Regions from separate parts of the Mus musculus genome. Here region 1 is linked to region 2. Evidence: chromatin contacts called from public HiChIP or PLAC-seq data. All regions are on one chromosome and are shown on one strand. Each heading gives the region's core, a stretch centred on a gene start, on an enhancer-like site or on the middle of the called end of the contact. The rest is flanking DNA. Distances are from core to core; before and after follow the strand shown. Region 1 overlaps Lmf1 (lipase maturation factor 1). Region 2 has its middle 9.6 kb from the start of Gm33727.

Region 1 (4,591 bases), core at 1,704-4,203, 150 kb after region 2:
CCCTTACTAAAGGATGCACACCATGACAACGCTGGGAAATACAGGAAGAAAATGCTAGGGTTGAAGAGGCCAAGGTGAGCCCCCAGCTGCAGTGGGAGCCCTCACTCCCATCAGGCTCCCGAACGAAACATGGCACCACCAAGCAGGAGGACCAGTCAGTCACCTAGAGTGTGCCACCCATGTGGGGCCAGCAAAGTGTGTGGGAAGGCTCTGAGCAGGGAGAAGCAGGAGGTTCCATCAGAGAGGCGCCATCCAACTGGAAGCAAAGATGCCACCATCCCTCTCCGTGTGGCTGAAACAAGGAGAGGTGTCAGCTTGAACACCGTAAAGCATTGGAGCACTGTCAGGATTGCTGGGGAGGAAGGGGCCACAGCCTCCCTGGAGGACTCGGCAGGCCCTAGAAAACAAAAGCCCAGCTGAGCCCAGCTGGGGCTCATGGACAGCCATTTAACCCAGTTGGAGACCAATCCCTGTAAAATACACAATAACAGTAGCTTTGACGGCCAGGAGCTGAATGTGGCACAGCTGCCCTTCCTCAGAAGGCCCAGACATGGTCCTCCCAGACCGTAGGACATGTCTGCCTCAGGGTATTCCTGGCTTGGGTACTGCTAACTGCCCAGCAGCACAAGGTCTATAGAACCTGTAAGTATCTAGAAGGCCGTGCTGAGTGGAAGAAGCCAGTCCAGAGGCTCACATGCCAAACAGTTCCATTTACTTAACATTCTTGAAGTGACCAAAAGAATACAGATAGTGGGGAGGAGTGATGAGACAGAGTGTCCTGCTGGGCGTGTCGGGTCCTAGCTGGCATAGCCAGTATAGTTTTGGAAGAGGCTACCCACTGAGTCTGATCTTAAACACCCTGCTATAGTCAGTGGACTTAGCTTGCTTTCCATTGCTGATGAGTACCATGACCCAAAACAACTCGGGAAAGCTTACAGGTTATAGGCCATCATTGAGGGAGGGCCAAGGCAGGAGCCTCAGAACTGGAGACAGAAGCTAAAGCAGAGACCACAGAGGAACAGAGACCCATGGGCTTGCTCCCCATGGCTTTCTCAGCTTGCTTGCTTCTACAACCCAGGACAGTGGGTTGTAGTACCTCACAGTGTGCTGAGTTCCCAAACCTGTCATTAATCAAGAAAATACCCCAAGACAGACTTATTGATAGGTCACTTTGATACAGACTCTTCGGAAGTTGACACTCCGTCTTCCCAGATGACACTACTTTGTGTCGCATTGATAAAAACTAACCAGCAGGTTCTAGAACGTTCCAGGGGTGGTGTCAGTCTTCCTCAGTATCTTCCCAGACCTGTCAGGGAAAGCACCTGCCCTGACTCTTTCCCAGCTTCCCAGGCCCAACACTAGGCCCCTGACCAGGACCCCACTCACACCACACCACACCACACCACACCACACCACACCACACCACACCCACTTTGGCTGTAGTGTCCAGGACCTGCAGCCCTAGACCTTCAACCATAACTTGAGGAGAAAATGAAGGCAAGAGGGCCGATTCATAGAAGATAGAATGGTTGCACAACAGGAACCTTCCCAGAGGCCCTGCATCCCTGCCCTCCCCAGCCTTGGGAAATGTAGGGTCAGGACCCCAGATTCAGGAGAAGATGGACTTTGTGGTGATCTCCGCAGCACCGCCTCACCCTCTCGGTGCCCAACTGTGGAGTTCAGTGTGGCTCTCTGTTCATGACCCCTCAGCCCCACCCTCCCTCGGGGACCCTTACCCACTCAGGTTTGTGTACCAGAAGGGGGAAGGATGGCAGCCCCACCCACAACCAATGATGCCTCAAGACCCACACCCAGAAAGACAGCATCCCAAGCCCCACCCCAGTAGCAAGGCTTGCACACACCCTGGTAGGATGAGGTGGAGAGGGTGGGTCATGGAGACGGGAAGCAAAGAGACGCAGGCTGACACATTGTGCCCTGCAGGTGGATCCGAGGAGAACACTACCGGTACAAGTTCAGCCTCCCCGGGGGCCAGCACGCCACCCAGGGCAAGTGGTGGATCCGCAAGCGAATTGGTCCTTACTTCCCCCCACTCCGCCTTGAGGATCTGAAGGAATACTTTAAGACTCGGGAGTGGCCACTACCAGAACCCCCATCTAGACACACACGCTGAAATAAAGACCAGAGACCAACCGCTTCTCTACCTATACTGTGCTGCGGCCACGGGACCCGCACAGGGACCCGGCAGCCCATGGATCCTGCCAAGAAGAGATTGGAAAAGGATGTGCTTCCTAGCTGTCAGCCTCCTGTCTCTATCCGTCCCTGTCACCTTGCTAACCCTTCCCTGTTGTGGAGAGGGGGGTCTCAGATTCCCTAACCTAGAGGCTGCGTCCCCTGTAGCCCAACCACACATTCCTAGTCAATCCCGTAGCCAGGTCTCTATCACAAGTCCGGTGTGGCAGCACCGACTCGTTCCCACCATCTCCCTGAGGGACAGGAGGCTTGCTGTTCTCAGCATGATCCCTCCCCAGAACCCCTCACACACCACCCAGGCACACACACACAGATACATGAGCTCAGGAATCCCTTGCACGCTCCAGTGTAGGATATATGCAAATGGATAGAAGCCCTGTCACCAGCTTGTGGTCATATTCCAGTCTCCCGTGGGTGACCTGTGGAGAACCAAGCAGAGCCATGTCAGTGGGAACCTTGGCCAGCAGTGCTTAAGGCTTCCCTTCCCAGATTGCGCACAACTGCCCAGGCTCACCAGCTACAAGGACAGCAGAGACTCTAGGAATACCTCCCCATCCCCCTGCTTGCTAAGCATGGTGTCTGGGGCCCATGTTGCCTGTCCCTGGGCCACACTGCAGAGGATCCCAGAAAGGACAACAAAAAAGGTTCAGTTGAGGAGGCTGGTCGAGGGGGGCACAAGTGTGGCCTTGCAGAGCACCCCCTCAGCCTGGCTGGGGAGGGACGGCCAACCCAGGTGCAAACAGAGAGCCCGTGTTCCAGCTCCCAAGGAAACAGGGCGCCCTGTGTGTGTCAGGGACAGACAGCCTCAGAGCTATGAGACTGGAGCCAGCAAGTCTGCCATGACCACCACAGGAGTGACTGGCAGCCTGCAGCCTGAGCAGCCCTTCCTGGGGGCGGCCCAGCCATACCCCAGGCGGTAGACGTGGGGGGTGGGGCCCTCAGCAGGGATGGCAGCTGCTTGGGTATTCTGGTGACCCGGGAGAGTGGCACCTAGCTCACTGTGAGCCCTCCATGCCCTTGCCGGTTGCCAAGACCGCAGTCTCGGGGCTCAGTGGGAGAAACCTCAGGCCCCCAGATGTAGACTTCTGGCATCGGTCCAGCCATGTGCCCCCTCCTTCCTGAGGATCCTGGGGAGGGGGCTGCTGGTTCAGCAGAGCTAAAAAACGGTGTTTCGACCTATGCAGGGGACAAGAGCTGTGGGAGGGAGCCAGGCCCTGGGGCAACCAGAATCTACCAGGATGCCTCTTGTAAGAGAGACAGGATCTGACAGACAGACTGCAGACAGAGGACAGGTAATAGATGGTCCCCTGCTGGTTTCAGAATGTCATCTCCACCCAGATGCCATGCTGAGTCCTGTGCTGCATCATGTGTCATGGATTTGCTCACACAACAGTCATGCTGTATGACATGGAGGCTTAGTGACTGACATCCTTGTTGGTTCTTTGGGTACAGATCTCCCTATGTAGACCAGGCTGACTTCAAACTGAGCTGGGGTTAAAGGTGTGCACCACCACGCCCAGCTGCCTCTTGATTTTTACCCCATGTGGTAGCTGCTGTCGTGAGCTACTCTTGAAATGGGATGAGGGCACCAATAGAGCCACACTGAGTGGGGGTTACAGGGAGTGCCCATCTGATGACACTGGCCCTCAGCATGGATCAGGGCCTCAAGCCGGCAGAGCCCAGCAGGAGTCACAGTGGACAAGCTGGAATGGATGTTAGTGGCCAGGTCATTCCCTTGGTAAACATTAAGCAAGGCTTATCACTGTCCACAGCCCCTGGTCATCTTGCTCTCTCTGGTGGCCTTAGGGACCCACTGAAGAGACTTAGCAGCTCTGACTGTGGATAGCCCCACCCTACCCAAGCTCACCCTAGGGTAGACGGGTCCTGACAGTGGTGAGTCAGTCACGCTATGTGTCTGCTCACCAAGGACAGCACAGGGACCTGATGTCCTGATCTAGAAGGCACTTACAGGTTTCTACCTCTGACAGATGTAGGCCCTCCCAATATACATGTATCCTCAAAGATCCCCTTGTTGAGGCTGAGAGGTGCCCCCAGCTCCCTTAGCAAATGATCTTTATACCCCACTGGATCACTCCAGCCAAGGAGTCTGCTCTAAGGCCATCCCTGGGGAGCCCCACTCACACCCATGCCTTGACTACACTGGGGCCATACTGCTGCACTGGTCAGCGTCCAGGTGGAGAGGGGTCTCATCCTGTCCCTTAGCGCAGCAGTCATGCCATGTGAGTCTACCAGGTTAACTGTAGCATGCTAAAGGACGTGCCCATCTGCCCCTGGGCACATGCTCCCTCCACGGAAGAACCCAAGGAAGAAATTTCCATGTTGGAGGGCACTGGGACAAACGTAGGAAGCTTGGGTGCCG
Region 2 (3,964 bases), core at 777-3,276:
ATTTCAGGCTCTACCTGCTTGGGAGAGGGAGAATATGGGCTCTTCATCAGTCCTGCCTCCAGAGACTCTGCTTACCCTTCCCTGATTCTCCTCTCCTCCCCTCCCCTCCCCTCTCCTCTTCTCTCCTCTCCTCTCCCCTCCCCTCCCCTCCCCCCTCCTCTCCTCTCCTCTCCCCTCCCTTCCCTTCCCTTTGCCTCTCCTCACCTCACCTCCCCTCCCCTTTCCTCCTCTCCTCCCCTCCCCTCTTCTCTCCTCTCCTCCCTTCCCCCTCTTCTCTCCTCTCCCCTCCCCTCCCCTCCTCTCCTCTCCCCTCCCCTCCCCTCTCCTCCCCTCCCCTCCCCTCCCCTCTCCTCTCCTCTCCTCTCCCCTTCCCTTTGCCTCTCCTTCCCTTTGCCTCTCCTCCCCTCCCCTCCCCTCTCCTCTCCTCTCTCTCTTCTATTTTTGAGAATAGTCTCATGTGTTTCAGGCTGGTCTGTAACTCACGATGCAGCTAAAGATGGCCTTGACTTTGGATCCTTCCACTTCCACCTTCTGAGTACTGAGGTTACAGGTGTGTACCAGTATACCCAGTTCATTTAAGCCCTCCCTTCAGGTCCGTTTGCTGGGACTCCCATCTGCCTTAGATCCCAGACTGGGTAATACCTGAGTTCCTGTGCTCCCAGCCCTGAGCTCTTTTTAGACCCTAACTGGGCAGCAAAGCCAGTGATCTTGGAGGAAAGTAGGTAGAAGAGAGGGCCTCAGAAAAAAGTGCAGAACTTACTGCAGCAAGTAAGTTCTCCGCCTTCATTTAGAGAAATGAGCTCACAGTGGATGCTGCATCCTGACTCTCATAGCTTTCCACTGGCTCCCTCAGCAGCATCTGTCCTCTGTAGGTCAAGAGGGAGGATCAAGGTCTAGACCCCAACCTGGCCCACAGGTTCTACTGCAGAAGCCCCCACCAGCTGGCCTTTGGTGCCATCTTGTGGTCCTAGTGGTCAATGCATGCAGCTGTATTCAGGACAGTTCAGGGCCAGTCTGGTAAAAGACTCAGTCTGCACGGGTGAGCCAGATCACTTCCCTTCCGGGTCCTTCCTGAACCAGTTGAAGGGCACCAGCTTCCAGGCCGTAGGCTGGGGAGTGGTTTCTGGTCACTCAGCACCCCCACAACCCTCTCATGTGCCCTGAGCCTTGATGCCCTCAATAACATGTAACTCTTTCAGAAGGTCCCCGGGGCAATTGCCACAGGGCCGCATAAGACCTCCTCAGTCCTTTGGTGTGCCTTGAGAAGCCCCGTGGCTCTCCCAGGCAGGCCTGCACCTGAGATTCAGCCTTGGTTTCTCTGTGCTCATGGCAGGAGGGATAAGGGCTCCTCTGCACTCTCCTTGAGAATCCACCCCAGAGGTACTTCCTCGGGTTGGCTTTGGGGAAAGGCTAGCCTTGTACCTGTCTGAGCTTAGCTTCAAGGGCAGCCTGGTTCCTGAGCTGCCTGCCTGAGGGGTTACTAATACTTCTTTACTATTAGCCTCTCCCAGCAGCCTCCTTCCTCGATTTCCCTTTACTCTGCCATCACCTTGCAAGACCATGGCCCCACCTCAGGCCTTGATCTCATTGCCTTTGCTGTTTCTACCATGGTAGGGCAAACTGGAGCCATGAGAGGGGCCTGTCTGACTCAGGGTGTATTGGTCAGCCCCCAGGGCAAAGCCTGTCCTAAGCCCAGAAGTGTGACGCCACACACTTTGTCCCTGTGAGGACATTCTTGGGATGCTCTGCTTGCTCTCTAGAGTTGAGCATGGTGTTCCAGACCTTCTTAGCATGTATGCCTGTCTAGGTTCCCTCAGTGGGCTTTACAGACTTCTCAGACCTACTTCTGGGGACCCTACTCCAACCAGCCTTTTCTCTGCCCCTGTACCACCTAAGCACCCCTAAGCCTCCTCCCCAGTGAAGGCATGTTCAGAGTTACCTCTAACACTCCTGTGTGCTGTCTCCCCCAGGCTGACATCTAGGGTTCATTTGCTCATTGAGAACAGACCAACATTGGCCAGTGGGGGGCGCTCACACAGTTCATAAAAGCACATTGTACAGCAGCATGCAATGATCTTATCAGTCCCCAAGATGAGGGGTGGGATCCTCAACATGACGCCTACTGCCTTATAGGTAGGGTTTCCCATGTTGTGCATGAAATCCCCACCTCAGGCCTAGTCCCAGATCCTTAAGGAGACCTTGGCCTTGTTGACAAGCTGCCCACGGTGCCCGTTTGGGAATCTGAACCATGCCAGGCAGGGGACAGAGATCTTCTGCCTCTCTGTGTTCCATCCCTCTCTCTCCTGGCTCTGCTGCCCAAGGCAAGTAGCCAGACCAGCAAACCCAGCCCCCCAGCAGCTGGCTGGCCACCCTCCAGGCAGCCCATGGACTCTGCTAGTCAGACTGACCACACCTGCCACAGCAGATGGCTCAAAATCCCCAAATCCCGGCAAACTAGCACTTGGTCCTTCAGTAGCCAGGGCAATATGTCCTTGGCTCAAGAGTTGGGCCTGTCCCTCGATGAAACGGCTGTCAGGGACAATGGCCAGGTGGGCAAGCAGATAGCATCCAGGATCCTGGGATGCTAGGGATGCCTGCTCCAGCCCCTTGTGGGGCTTTAGACAGGGTCTGTTGAGAGGGAGGAGACTTTGCAATATCAAGTAACATCTGGAAAGACCTGGGTCATCTCCTCTTAGCTTGTCCATTCCAGGACCTTGGGGCCCTATGTGACATGTGACTTGGGGCATGCTTTCAGTGGCCGGAAAGGTGAGGCTATATTTTAGTGGGAGCCACTTGACCAGATCCCAGCACCTGAACTACTGAATTTGCTATTTTATGTCTCTGCTGCTGCTGGCCTGGGTCTGGCCCTGCTTCTTGCTTTGCTAGATGCCAGGTAGTCAGAGCCAGAGAGGACAAGGAGGTGATGCCCACTACTATCCTCCCAGCACCCAGTGATACCCACTACCCTTCCAGGGCCCCAGCAGAGTGAGACTCCAGCTTCTTTCCATGCCTCACAGTGCAGAAGATAATACTGCATGGTGATCCATTACCAGGTTGGTATTCCTTCATTCCGAAAGCGTTTCCTGGGTGCCTACCGTGTGCTAGTGTATCTTTGTCTCTGGGGTGAACCCACCAAGGGGGGTCCACAAATAACAGCATGGTGCACACTAAGATATCCCTGAATGTTCACCCACCATGAAGTCTCTTCCAGCTCAGTCCTGCACACACCTGCTGGGCAATAGGCATCGCTCAATTGGGAAAACAGCAGCTGCCGTTGCCCATTGCCCAGAGGCTAGAGGAGGGATTTCCTAAGCAGACCAGCATGCCATGGCTTTGGTGTTGTCTTATAGAAGGCAGCCCCAAATGGGCTATGACTGGGGTCCCTGGGCCACATAGAGTGTAGGAGGTAGGTGTGAAGAGGGTAGTCTGGGGGGAGCCTGCAGTCTCTGTTCCTTCCCTCCTCACCTCCCCCAGCATCTGCAGCCACTGTAACCGATCCCCCGTGGGGGCTGCCTGGGCTTCAGGCTCTCCTGGCTCCCAAGCCTCCGGCCCAGCTGTTGCAGTGGAGGCCTTGTCTGTCCTTGGGGCCAACAGCTGCAGGCCCGGAAGAGCCCCCCCACCTTATCCCACCCCAGAGCAGGTGTGACCCCTACCCCAGTCCAGCCAGCCAAAGATGGATCCCAGGGGTGCAGAGCCCTGAACCTCATCCACTCGGCTCTGGGAGTCCTGGGCCAGCATGGGCTTAGGGCCTCAGGCCTGAGGGGAGCACAGGATCTGTGGAGTAGCATCTGCTAGAGCCACCAGGATGAGCACCAACTGCCAAGGGCTCACATGGCTGCAGTGTGTGGCTGGACACAAGAGCATGTTTCTTTTATGTCCAGATCCAATGGGGGCCCTGTCTCCATCAAGACCCTGATGGCCCGTGGCTGGTGCTCACTCCACATACCCAGCTACGGTCAGGTGA

Evidence for each region. HiChIP or PLAC-seq counts read pairs in DNA pulled down with a chosen protein or histone mark.
Region 1: a contact with region 2 is called in an H3K27ac HiChIP or PLAC-seq map of oligodendrocyte precursor cells, with 2.8 times the contacts expected there. The contact joins two enhancer-like sites. A contact is called at or near these places in 3 of 39 promoter capture datasets (embryonic stem cells and stem cell-derived epiblast-like cells), 3 of 484 Hi-C or Micro-C datasets (bone marrow-derived macrophages, cranial neural crest and pancreatic cancer cells), 7 of 115 datasets of contacts at active chromatin or transcription factors (double positive thymocytes, embryonic basal ganglia, embryonic stem cells and 2 more) and 1 of 9 other capture datasets (embryonic stem cells).

What each region holds. Positions count from the first base shown.
Region 1 is chr17:25,660,573-25,665,163 of GRCm38.p6, forward strand. It overlaps Lmf1 (lipase maturation factor 1), which reads left to right. Exons shown (of 11, transcript NM_029624.4): 11 at 1,942-2,254. The coding sequence ends at 2,131. Among named protein-coding and RNA genes, the nearest start is that of Gm22645, 31 kb to the right of the region's middle. Within about 2 kb of position 2,954, at least 46 of the 459 cell types and tissues checked have an H3K27ac peak or open chromatin away from gene starts, as enhancers often do. A contact at or near this core is called in neural progenitor cells and oligodendrocyte precursor cells, where this site is marked.
Region 2 is chr17:25,507,020-25,510,983 of GRCm38.p6, forward strand. No RefSeq gene overlaps it. Among named protein-coding and RNA genes, the nearest start is that of Gm33727, 9.6 kb to the right of the region's middle. Within about 2 kb of position 2,027, at least 25 of the 459 cell types and tissues checked have an H3K27ac peak or open chromatin away from gene starts, as enhancers often do. A contact at or near this core is called in neural progenitor cells and oligodendrocyte precursor cells, where this site is marked.